2 separate regions of the Zea mays genome follow, and region 1 is linked to region 2. Evidence: chromatin contacts called from public Hi-C data. All regions are on one chromosome and are shown on one strand. The core of a region is the stretch at or near the end of the contact, and the rest is flanking DNA. Distances in the headings are between cores, read along the strand shown.

Region 1 (2,973 bases), core at 329-2,828, 200 kb after region 2:
ACCCTACAGGGTTGCCCTGAGTAAGTATCGTTGGTCCGAGAATGGATAGGGTGTTACAAATGGTACTAGAATCGACCCTCGCGGTTTCACGGGCGTGTGTGGGTTAGGGGTTCGGTCATATGGCGTATGGCGCATGTGGACCTAGAATGGTCACATGACATGGCATATGACGACACTGGACACACAGACGTGGCCAAGATGACAGGTTCTTGGCTTGGGGTTGACCGACGATGACGTTGGTCTTTTAAGGGGGAGGATTGTGATATCTTGGCCCAGGTGGATTGTGTGATATACTGGTCTAAGGCTTAATAGAAATTAATAATAGAATTAATAGAGTATTTATACCAACAAGGTGTATCTTCTTTTTAGAAATCCTACCTAAAAAACTCTTGGTTAAGTGTGCTTGGCACAGAGCAATCTTGGGATGGTTGACCGACCGGGAAGTCTTCTCGAGCGCATGAATGAGGAGAATGCGCACAAGAGACTTGTGTTGATCTATGTGGATGATCTATGATTCTAGAGGGCTGCTAGGAGTAAATACCATCAGTCCGGAGTGGACAAGGTGTTACATAGTGACACTAGATCGGTCCGGTGCACCACTAGACCTTGCGACATCAGCTGCCACATCATGTAGCTATTGGAGTAAGTGTTGGTGCATAAACTAGTTGTTGTACTCGACAGGTCCGATGCACACCAGATAGATTCGATGTGTTAGACACTCTTGCTCTTCAAGAACAGACCTCTCTACGTAGATTCGATGTGTTAGGCACTCTTGCTCTTCAAGAACAGACCTCTCTATGTAAGTGACCTGCTGCCCTATATTTTTTGATAAAATTTATAAAATAGAGCACTGTTAGAGTTGGTTTTTTATGAGTTGAGCCAAGTATTTTAAGATATGGTATTATTTTAAGGCACTATGCCACTATCACATATGCTCTTAACATTACACTTTGCAAGGATGTCTTAACCTGCATTTCTATTTCATATTTGGCCAAATACCATGTAAGACAAATAATTCTAAGCAAGGAACATAAATTTAGAGCATGAATTTTAGGAAAAGTAAAACTAGTTTCATATTTTTGAATTAATAACGCCTTCTAAAAATAAATCAGTTTGTAGTATTTTAAATATTTTTTAAAGCAATTGGATAATATTTAAATAATTGTACAATTTATTAATAAACTCTATTTTAGTCTCTAAAACTACTGAAAAACATGATTTAAATCTTGTATGGCTGACGCGATGTCACAGAACGACTGATGTTGTTGAAATGCTCACTCAAATGTATTTCTCTTATGTCATAAATTCGATTTTCCAATTAAAGGAAGAAACTTGAACTTTTGCAATTGTTAAATTCGATTTTCCAATCAAAAGAAGCAAATTGAACTTTTGTAATTGTTATGGAAGTTCACGTTAGCCAAAAGCCCAAAACACGTTTGAAAAACTATTCACAAAGGTAAATTAGACGATTTATTTTTAAAACATCGAAATATTCGGTTTCCATTTAAAAAGAAGCAGATTAACCTTTCGTAACAGTGGAGGAGGGAGTTCATATATTGCACGGTAGTTTTTGCCTAGATAGAGTAGATTAGTGGGGGAACTGGGCGTAACCGTAATATTCACCCTGCGCCCCTCCCTCTTGTTCTCCGGTTCCCCGCGGCATACTCTTTCCTGCGCTCTCTCTCTCGGTTCTGCCGTGTCCCTCGCGTGCGCTCTGTCTCCGGTGGCGCCGCCTCCGCCGCCTCCGTCGCCCTGCGCCAGGTACCCAGACCAGACGAGCACCCTCCAGGTGCCCCACCCCTTCTCTTCCGTTCCTGCTGTGCGGAACGGAGCACCCAAACCCAACCTATGTGCGTTCGGATCTGATCTGATCCAGTTGCAAGTGTACTAATAATATACATGTATTATGCACACAAACTTTTTTCTTCTTTTTTTCTTTTTAAAATTGGGTGTACATATGTACATCCATGTCCTTTACTCGGTCCGCCCTCTATTAAGAGGTTCTCGTCAATTGTGGTGCTTAGATTAGATTGCCCCCCGCTTTTGAGACATTCTCTGGCTAGGATTAGGTTGTTGACAGTGAGTCGATGGGTCATTGGTGTTTGCTTATCTGATAGTTGTGCTGTACATGTAATTTATTCATCTTAGTTTGGTTCAGGAGTGTAAATGCTCCGTCTTCAGTGTTTACCCCTTGATGAATCACTGGATGAAACCCCGTTTCTGTCTCTTACGGGCAATTCTTTTGTGCTGGGCCTTGCTATGTAATCAAGTGTCGTTTGTCTGATGTGTATGTGATTGCATCATTTTGCGGTTACCTTGGTTGCTGAAATTGTTTCTTGAAAAAATGACAGATCAGATTCGTGGATATGGCTGATAATGAGAAAGAAGTGGGGGAGGGAACCACCCCCCGAGGGGCGGACTGGGAAGTTGTGACTCTCACAGCATCTGCCTATGAAGCGGCGCCAGGACCTGTCAGGACAGAAGTAAAGCCTGTTAATGAAAATCAAGAGCATAGTTCATCCAATGCACTGCTCATGTCTGACCACTTTGTGTTTCCGCCGAGTGAGCACGAGAACCTGCCAATACAAACCAGTTTCGATGAGATACAGCCTGAGAAGGATGTGCAGAAACCTAGTACCACTGTGGAGGATTATAGTATTAAGAATGTTGTTGGGTCTGAGAGAGTTCAGTTTGATGATGAAGGGAAAGACCTCTCAGATGATGATGTGGAGATGAGAGATGACACACCTGGGTACGGTTCATCCCACACTGAAGATGATGCACATGGTTTTGTTGTTCTCGATGATGGTGTTGAGTCCGGTGAAGATTTTGATGAAAAATCAGGCCACCCTTCAGATCCTGCAGACAGCAGGAGCTGTGATACTGGCGCCTCATGCAAATGTTGGTTGAAGAAGCATATGACATGCTTGTATAACCAAGCAAAGGAAACAAATGCTATCTGGTCTGTGGTGG
Region 2 (2,991 bases), core at 202-2,701:
CTTGCTCTGATTGTATAGAACAAACAGAAAGACTACATCATAAATTTTCAATCCCGCCACGACGAAGCTTATGATAGATAGATAAGATACCCATTGTTGAACCCCAAAACCCAATCACTGTTCTCTTGACACAAAGGCGATATCGCCAATCTGTAATTCACGCAGTACAGCAGCATAAGATTGGGGATCTCTTAGATCAGACTGGAGGACCTACGCCATGAAACGCGGGGCGGCGGGATCGCTGGAGAAAGCACCGAGACGCGGTCCGCCCCCGGCTGCCGGCGACAGGCCAACGAGTGGACGCCGGGTAGGTGGGAACGCTTCAGGACGGATGTGGCGGTGAGAGCGGGGGCAGGGGCCATTTGACCTCGAGGAGCGGGCAATGGCTGCAGGCAGCGGGCCAGCAGCTGAGGAAGGGAGAAGCGAGACGCACGTCTCGGTAGTTCGTCAGGCGACCTACTCCGCAGAGATTGTTGGGAAGCTTGAACCGACGGACAGGGACGGAATGGAAGAAATTAGTCTGGAGATTATACAACGGATTGTCACCTTCTGATTTGGTGCCATCTGGCTAATTTAATCTCGAAACGTTTTTATATTTTCTAACCATGTGGATCAGTAATCTAGCACAACTCCAGAAATCAACACTGGCTACCAGTACCAAATGGTGGAAAGAGGCTTAACACTTCAAAGGTCTCGCTCACAAAAATATCAAATCTAAATGTCTTAAAGAAAGTAACTCTATAAACTATTACCTCCGTTTCTCTAATATTTGTTGTCTGCTATTTTATTTTTAACTAAAACGCAACAAATAAACAAAAAAAACGAAGAGAGTGGTATTTAGCAAGTTGTTGCTAAATACATATTAGAAAAATATTAGCTTCCTACTATTCTCAATTTTTAGGTTATTAAATATTTTTAGATTATGATATCCAAATTTTCTATTTATTACTTACAACTTTAAATTTAGTTTGATGTACAATAAAGTTCAATAATCATCATTCTTACTATTTTCATTCTATATGAATCACATCCAATCAATTTCTTCTTTTTTTGATAGATCATCTCAAGACTTGTTATTTGAACGAGGATAGTAAATTCATCTATTCAACGGCTCAAATCATTTAAAATGTATCGTACAGGCACAAACTTGGACAAGTGATTTTATAGTATGATTGACACACAAAATAAATATGTTATTGGAGGTGCAAAATGTCTCTCTAAGTTTAGAAACTAAATAGAAATATTTATGAAGTTAATATAGTTAAGGACCTCATTAAGAAACGGTTGGAGAAAGATTTTTTGTTAATGGTACCTCAAAAACAATTTTAAGAGTTTTTTGGAATTAGTGGAGATGCTCTTGGTTGGTAAAACTTGGACGACGTTTTTTTTAAAAGAGAACATAAATACATTTTTTATTTTATTGAAGTTTCCCTAATAGAGGAGGGAATCGTGAAACACTTGTGTCCTTTGAAGTCGGTCACGAACCGCTCCCGGGCTCGGGCACGTGCGCACGCGCCGCACTAGGGTTTCCGCAGCATACCTACAAGTACTCGAAACCCCGTCTCTCTCCCCCTCTTTTCCGGCTGCGCCTTCCCCTCGCAGCCGCCAGCCCTCAACGTTCCTACCAGCTGCCACCGCCTGTTACCCGTGATGTCTCCCGCCCTTGCCGCTGGCGTGGAGCCCATGGCCGTCGACGATTCCGCCTCCAAGAAGGCCAAGCGCAAGCAGCTCAAGGCCGCCGCCGCCGCCGCGGAGGCAGAGGCGGAGGCCGCTTCGGTCAAGAAGAAAGAGAAGAAAGAGAAGAAGCGAAAGGTGAAGGAGCCGTCCCCTCCGCTCCCATCGGCCGCGTCCTCTGATGAGGAAGAGAAAAGCAGCACCAGCTCCGAGGAGACAGCACCCGCGGCGAAAAAAGCGAAGGAGAAGACGAAGAAGAATGTTGATGTCTCGTCTTCAGCCTCAGATGACGATGGCGAGATCACAGCCAGCAGCGATGAGGACCCCGCGGACCCGAACGCGCTGACGAACTTCAGGATATCGGAGTCGCTGAGGCAGAGCCTCAGGTCCAAGGGGATCAAGTCACTGTTCCCCATTCAGGCCACCACTTTCGATCTCGTACTCGATGGCAGCGACTTGGTTGGCCGAGCGCGCACCGGTCAGGTGAGAAGCCGTTCCGAATTGTGATTCATTTTGTTGATTTACAAGGAGTACTCATTATTTGGCACGTATAACTCTTTGAATTACTAGACTGTGTTCCTGCTCATACACTTGACACTTGAATACAATGGTTGATGAGCGTTATGGAGACTTTTCTGTATCTGTATGAATTAGAGTAGAATTAGGACACCTGTTGGTTTTCAACAACAGGTGTCCATATTGTTTCTGTTTCAACAGTATTAATGCATATAAGGTAGCGTGAAGGTGAATCGGTGTTTATGTCAGACAGCTAACCCTTCTATTCAGTATAGAATTATGATTATGTAGTGCTGGATAAAAAATATGTGCAAAAAATCGCCTGAATTTCTCATTAAGATATACTTGACAAGTGGTGGCATGAGGAACGCCATTACTCTTTTATAATACGTCTATCTGAAAACCTCTGTGACAAGTGTTGTTTCCTATAGGGAAAAACTTTGGCTTTTGTCTTGCCCATATTGGAGTCTTTGGTTAATGGGGCAAACAAGGCATCTAGACGGACTGAACATGGCAGGACCCCAAGTGTTCTCGTTCTACTACCAACAAGAGAGCTGGCCAATCAGGTAAAAAACTTTTACCCTTATCTGATTCAAGAATTGGATTCTTTTGCACATGAGTTTTTGACATAAGTGCATCAATAAAATGAATTTCAGGTGCACGCTGACTTTGAGTTTTATGGTGCAACATTTGGGCTCTCTGCATGTTGTGTGTATGGGGGATCACCTTATCGTCCTCAAGAAATGGCATTGAGAAGAGGTGTGGATATTGTTGTTGGAACTCCTGGTCGTGTCAAGGTGT

What was found. A called contact is a pair of places that touch in the nucleus more often than the background predicts.
Region 1: a Hi-C map of leaf mesophyll shows a contact between it and region 2, with 3 times the contacts expected there. The contact joins the promoter of LOC100276356 here to the promoter of LOC103633047 in region 2. A contact is called at or near these places in 11 of 25 Hi-C or Micro-C datasets (bundle sheath, endosperm, leaf and 3 more) and 1 of 3 datasets of contacts at active chromatin or transcription factors (seedling).

Annotation. Positions count from the first base shown.
Region 1 is chr7:146,979,449-146,982,421 of Zm-B73-REFERENCE-NAM-5.0, forward strand. LOC100276356 reads left to right here and starts at 1,579. Exons shown (of 3, transcript NM_001150163.1): 1 at 1,579-1,761; 2 at 2,352-2,973. The coding sequence starts at 2,367.
Region 2 is chr7:146,783,899-146,786,889 of Zm-B73-REFERENCE-NAM-5.0, forward strand. LOC103633047 (DEAD-box ATP-dependent RNA helicase 7) reads left to right here and starts at 1,452. Exons shown (of 14, transcript XM_008654731.2): 1 at 1,452-2,157; 2 at 2,622-2,756; 3 at 2,847-2,987. The coding sequence starts at 1,651. LOC100303815 (bile acid sodium symporter) reads right to left here and starts at 490. Exons shown (of 8, transcript NM_001165445.1): 1 at 215-490; 2 at 1-6. The coding sequence starts at 362.